Linked DNA regions of Sus scrofa: region 1 is linked to region 2. Evidence: chromatin contacts called from public promoter capture Hi-C data. All regions are on one chromosome and are shown on one strand. The core of a region is the stretch at or near the end of the contact, and the rest is flanking DNA. Distances in the headings are between cores, read along the strand shown.

Region 1 (3,046 bases), core at 258-2,757, 340 kb after region 2:
ACCACTGCCGCGCCGCCCGCCTTGGTCGTCGCCGGCCGCGCGGCGCGCTTGCCCCCACCGGGGGCCCCGTCGAGCTCCAGGCCATCTTCGTCGCCGCTACTACCGCCGCCGCTGCTGCTACTGCAGCGCTCGGGCCGCTCGCGCTTCCTGCCGGCCGGGCCGCCGCGCTTCCTGGGCCCGGCGCGGGCCGTGCCGTTGCCCGAGCTCGGCTCCTCCCAGGCCGCCGCCGCCTTCTTCCTGGGCATGGTCGCGCTGGAGGAGACACGGGGCAGCGGCGCACAATGGACGGGTTATAAACTGCGCGGGGGGAGGGGAGCCAGCCGAGCCACCGGCCTCCACTTCCTCCCCTGCCCTCCCCAAAGTGGCGGCCGCGGGGTGGGCGGAGAGGGGGCGAGCCGGGAGGAAATCGCACCCCTCCCGGGCCCCGGCGCGCCTCCTCTGGGGAATCCCGCACGGGAGCCCAGGTCCCCGACTGCAATCCGCTCAAGGAAAGAAAAAAAATGGAGAGCCCCCGGCCCATCCTCAAGTTATGTTTGCCTACATCGCATCACAGTTGCAGCCAGGTTCCCAAAAAAGTGAAGGGAAAGCAAGAGGGAGTCTCTGATCTCCTGGGTTTTAATTAGAGGAGGCTTCGGGACACTTCAAAGATCCCCTTTTGGCTCCTCGGGTGGTGAAGGAACTCCCCCCTCCCCGGTTGCCCCACCTGCTGCTTTTGTCTCCGCACCCCCCCCCAAGCCCACTCAAATGCAATTCTATCGAACCCCCGCGTGAGCCCCCAATTCCGCCTCAGACTGGGGGTTCCGACCTAGGGCTCTAATTAGCCGAATCCCTCCGGGTGGGCTGCCCCCCGCGGGTCAGTGGGGAGGTGGCGCGAATAAAGCGGGCCCCCAGCCCAAAACACCTGCTCGCACAGACACAAAAATTAAACTTTAATGGTGCCCAACTCTCTCCCGGCCCCTCCCGGAGCGTGCAGCTCAGCGGGTCCCTGCGATTCCGGCTGCAAAGTGCCCCGCTCCACCGCTACTTTCCCCCAGCGTCCCTGCGTCTTCGCCCTGTCTGCTTTTCTTTTTTTTTTAATTGATTTTGAACAATGGGATCTCTGTCTGTCTCCGATTAAACCACGTGGGTCCGCCTTCCTTCCCCTTTTTATTCATTCAATTCCTCCCAACCCCCCTTCCCCAGTTTTTTTCCTCCTACCTTTCCCCTCTTAAGAAAAAAAAAAGGGGAAAAAAAAAAACTTTCCCAGACCCCGCAAACTGATCATTGTGGATTTTCATTTTCAGCTCCTACCTGGTTGGAGTGATGCGAAACCGGAGAGAAAAAGAAAGAGCGGCTAAAAGACGAACCAAACGGCTTTTTTTCCCCCCCAGCCCAGACGAGGGCTCCAGCCCACTCACCAGATACACTTAAAATGTAAATACGAGCTTCCAGAACAAATGCTACAACACAAAACAGAAACACATGTGCGGCCGGGAGGCAAGCGAGCGCGCGGCGGGGCGGGCGGCGCGGGGCCCGGGGCGCGCGCGCCCCCTGCTGGCGGGCGGACCCCGCGGCGGCCCGGCCCCCGCCCGCGCCCGCGGGGCAGCCCGGCCCACCGGAGCCTGCGCCGGGCGCCACGCCGCCAGACTTCACTCCCCGGTCCTGCGCGTTTCGCAGGCATTTCGCAGGCGGCCCAGCTCGCCTTGGGCCTTCTACGCAGCGCGTCCTGCGCGTCAGAGATTTCTTTGGGGTTAGGAGAATGTTAGATTGTTTTTCCCCGGACGTGTCTAGACAGGTCACCTGAGGACAGTCGCTGGAAAATAGTTACTTTGCTCACTAAAGCCGCCAACAAGGGACGTGCCCTGATTGAGTGATTGGAGTGAAAGATGAATGCAATTTGAATAATTTTCTCCTGTGCAGAGAAAAGCTGTATTTTATTTGGCTATGGATGTGTCCCAGTATGTAGCAAGGTTCTGTTACATGGTATAGAGTTACATATGTTAGTGAATTATTAGTAATTAATTTGGAGGCCAGGGAGGCACAGGAGGCTAGTCTTGATGGAAATTCTTCATTTTTGGACACATATTTACTGAGCCCTCAGTACATGCAAGGTACACAGTGCTAGGTCTGGGGACACAAAGCTTGAGAATAAGATTTCTGTCCTAGTGGCATGCACAGTCTAATGGGAAAGGGAGATAATTAAACAAGTAATTCCAAGTGTGGTAAGTGATGGGGTTCAAGACATCCTACCCCAAAGTACGCCACCTTGGCATATTGAATATTTTCAACTGAAAGAGTGCTGGCAAAACCCGCAGGAGCAGGAAGGACACTCTAACCTCCCCCTCCCCCCACCCTTCTTCCCCAAACCAGTCCTAAAACCCTCAGGTGAGAGGTGCCCTCCCCATACCAGGAGGACAGAAACACCTTTATCTTTGAAGACAAAGGAACACCAGGAAGAATCCTGATAAACAAGCCTTGCTACGTTTCCTCCAGTCTATTACAATTCACCTCAAGCTCCTTAACCTCTCCGAGTCAGCTAGACTGTCCACTCTTTTATCAGACCTAGCAGACAAATACACAGATCTCTTTCTTTGGGTCTTCATTTCCTTATGAAGTTGCCTTTGTCTTGTAAAGCTTAGGTTAAAATAAATGTGTATGCTTTGCTCCTGTTAATCTGTTTAAGGAGTTCCCTGGTGGCCTAGTGGGTTAAGGACCTGGTATCACTGCTGTGGTGCGGGCTTGATCCCTGGCCCCAGAAACTTATTGCTGTGGGTGTGGCCAAAAAAAAAAAAGTCATTGTCAGCATAACTTTCAAACACAGCCAGAAAAGAGGCTTGAGGTAAAGTTTGGTTTTTTGTTTTTTGGGGGGTTTTTTGCCACTTCCGTGCCATATGGAAGTTTCCCAGCCAGGGATTGAACTGGTGCTATGTGCTATAGCTGTAACCAGAGCCACAGCAGTGACAATGCCACATCCTTAACCGGCTGAGCCAAGAGAGAACGTGGAGGGGGGAAGCTTTTTTTCTCCCCTACCTAAGCTTTGCAAAGAAAGACCTATGTAGGGCTGTCA
Region 2 (2,773 bases), core at 213-2,712:
TTATGGATGTGAATATATTTTCCTACACGGGGGTGTGAGTGTAATTTATTTTCTTTGCCCTCAGGAGGCCCTACAGTGGCTTCACCTGGAATTACAACACTGACCTATGAAACCAACTTTCTCTGTAATTCATTCTTGGAGGAGGGACCTGAGCTTCAGAATGCACTCTCATTGGTGGGACTCTCACAACCTAACTGCTTGCTCAGCAAGTATAAAAGAGCTGTAAACAAGGTCATTATCAATCACCAATTTAACGCTCAGCTTAAGATGCTGGTAGGCAGTTTTCATCCCCAGCCCTACTTCTCAGAAGGCTGCGAGATGACCTGTCTGAGTTCACATAGAGCATATTGCAAAGAGCTGGTGTTAGAAGACTGGCCATATGCCAGCGAATATGTTCTCATGGAGGTGCAGGAAGAGGAGGGGAATTCATAATTCTTGTACCTCTATTGTGGGCAGATCTATGCTAGGAGTTTTTCACATACAAAGATCAAAACACTGGGGTCTGGTCCTGGATCAACCCATTCTTGGCTGTGATATTTTGAACAAGTAAAAAAACAAACACAAAAAAACCCAAAACACCACTTTCTGAGGCCTCAGTTTTCCAAACTCTAAAATGGAGGTAAGAATTCCTGCTTGTCCATCTTACAGGGTTTTTTCAGGAGCCCAAAGGACGAAAAAGATTTGAAAGGGATTTACATACACAAATTGCGATGGCAATTTCCCTTCCTCCCATTTTGAATGCAGATCACAAGTGTGTAGCTTCCTGACAACTCAAGGGATGCACCCTGAAGAACGTAAATAAGAGCAGTGCCAAGCTCGATAAGGTCGGTACGCCCTTTACAGGTAGAGATTCAGAGCGGATGACTCTGCTTTACGAAGACTCATATCCTCAGGGCATCAAGCGGATTACCTTCCATTTTTCTGTTCCCTTGGCCCCAACAATTCACCCGCCCTTTCCCTCTTTACTGAGCACCCTGGAGGAGTGACCTCGCCTCCCAGTTTTATCCTTAGCGCTCCGGCAGGTCTGTCTTTCCCAAAGGAGTCAGAAAAAGGGCTCGGAGGCCAAATGGTCGGATTCGAATTATGCTTCCCAACAGACACTCGCTCGCCATGTGACCTTGGGCAATTCCAGTTCCCTCTCCGAACTTCTCTTTCTTGTGTCTAAAAAACCCTCTCCGCCCTGACCAATTCACGGGCTGCAGAAAGGTGCAGAAAGATAACCGGCAGGAACGCTCCCGACCAGAGTTAGAGCACTGCGCGGGTGGGAGCGGGTTGTCCTCCTCGAGGCCTGGCCCTGTGCTCCCTCAGCCCTTCCGCTGCCCTCCCCACTGCAAGCCGTCTCCGTGACCTTCATGCCTGGCTCGCCCCCTCCGCCCGGGGCGGGTGCTCACCTGCAGGCAGGCTCCGCCAAGGGTTGTGGCCGGGAACCAGCGTTTCAAGGAGACCGCGACCACCGCCGCCATTTTGGTTTCTGACGTCGAGCCCCACCCCTTCACCCCGAGGGCACTCTCCGCCGCTGTCCCACCGAGCACCGCGGCGCCGAGCCAGCGTCCACCGAGGACCCGCTAGCTGCTCAGAACCACCGAGTGGGAGGTGGCTTCCGGTTTCCCGAGTGGGTGGAGGGAAGGCGGAGAAAGCCTGCAAGAACGGGCGTAGTTGCCGTGGGCCGGACGCATGCCCACTTAGTCTCCCGCGTTCGAAGGTGACCTTCCCAGAGGAAGGGGCGGAGCCAGGGAGGGAGGGCCGTGGTAAGGGGTGGGGCTACAGCCTAAGTGGGCGGAGCCATTCGATCTTCGTCCTCTCCCGATTTTTAACCCCTTTCTTCCTGAAAATTTATCTATCATGTCACTCAACTGCGGTTTGCCCGAGACTGACCGGGTTTCAGCACTGCTGCCTCCCAAGAAACCCCTCAGTCCGGGGCAAATCAGGAATGTTGGAGTCCGAGGGGACTTCAACGATCAAGGGCAAAGGTGTCATTCATTCAAAAATACGTATGGAGCACCACTATGTGCCAGGTGCTGGGTACTACAGTGCGTGAGCAAGCCGGGCACCGGTGCCGCCCTCACCAAACTTACCAGACAATTGTAATACGGTAAGTTCTGTTCTGTAAAAGAGGAGCGAGAAGGGAACCCAGGATGGCTCAATCAGTCAGTTAGCGTTAGAAACCATTTCTTGAACACCTACTATGTGCCAAGCATTATGATTCATCTTAATACTCAAAGCAGTCTTTTTATGAAAGAGGTGTGCGTATTTTAACTTTTCTTCTTTCTTTTTTTTCTTTTTTGACTTTGCCTGTTTTAGGGCCGCACCCGCGGCATGTGGAGGTTCCCAAGCTAGGGGTCTGAGCCGCATCTGCAACCTACACCACAGCTCACGGCAACGCGGGATCTTCAACCTACTGAGCAAGGCCAGGGATCGAACCCACAACCTCATGGTTCCTTATTGGATTTGTTAACTACTGAGCCATGACAGAAGCTCCTTAACTTTCTATTTCAGTCATATCAGCTGCTTTATCCAGACCTCTGCATGGGTTATCTCAGAGCCCACCTCACTCTGGGAACTCAATTACCTGGGCAGGTGTGGCTTTTGTCCTTCCTGTCTCAGTCTCTTCAGTCAGCTCTGGCAGTTTATGTAGTTAGCTAACTTTGCAGTTCCCTGTATCTCCCAGGATGATGTTTTCCCTTCTTGGCCCACTTGCTTTTGTTTTGTTTTTGTTTTTGTTTTTTAGGCCTCCCCATAGCATCCCTGGCCAAGGATCAGATTTGAGCCACAG

What was found. Promoter capture Hi-C pulls out the DNA fragments that hold promoters and counts their contacts.
Region 1: a contact with region 2 is called in a promoter capture Hi-C map of liver, with 4 times the contacts expected there. The contact joins the promoter of RCC2 here to the promoter of SDHB in region 2. A contact is called at or near these places in 1 of 5 promoter capture datasets (liver), 1 of 47 Hi-C or Micro-C datasets (liver) and 1 of 2 datasets of contacts at active chromatin or transcription factors (alveolar macrophages).

What each region holds. Positions count from the first base shown.
Region 1 is chr6:76,012,693-76,015,738 of Sscrofa11.1, forward strand. It overlaps RCC2 (protein RCC2), which reads right to left and starts at 1,508. Exons shown (of 13, transcript XM_021095430.1): 1 at 1,398-1,508; 2 at 1-252. The coding sequence starts at 245.
Region 2 is chr6:75,676,649-75,679,421 of Sscrofa11.1, forward strand. SDHB (succinate dehydrogenase complex iron sulfur subunit B) reads right to left here and starts at 1,463. Exons shown (of 8, transcript NM_001104953.1): 1 at 1,392-1,463. The coding sequence starts at 1,463.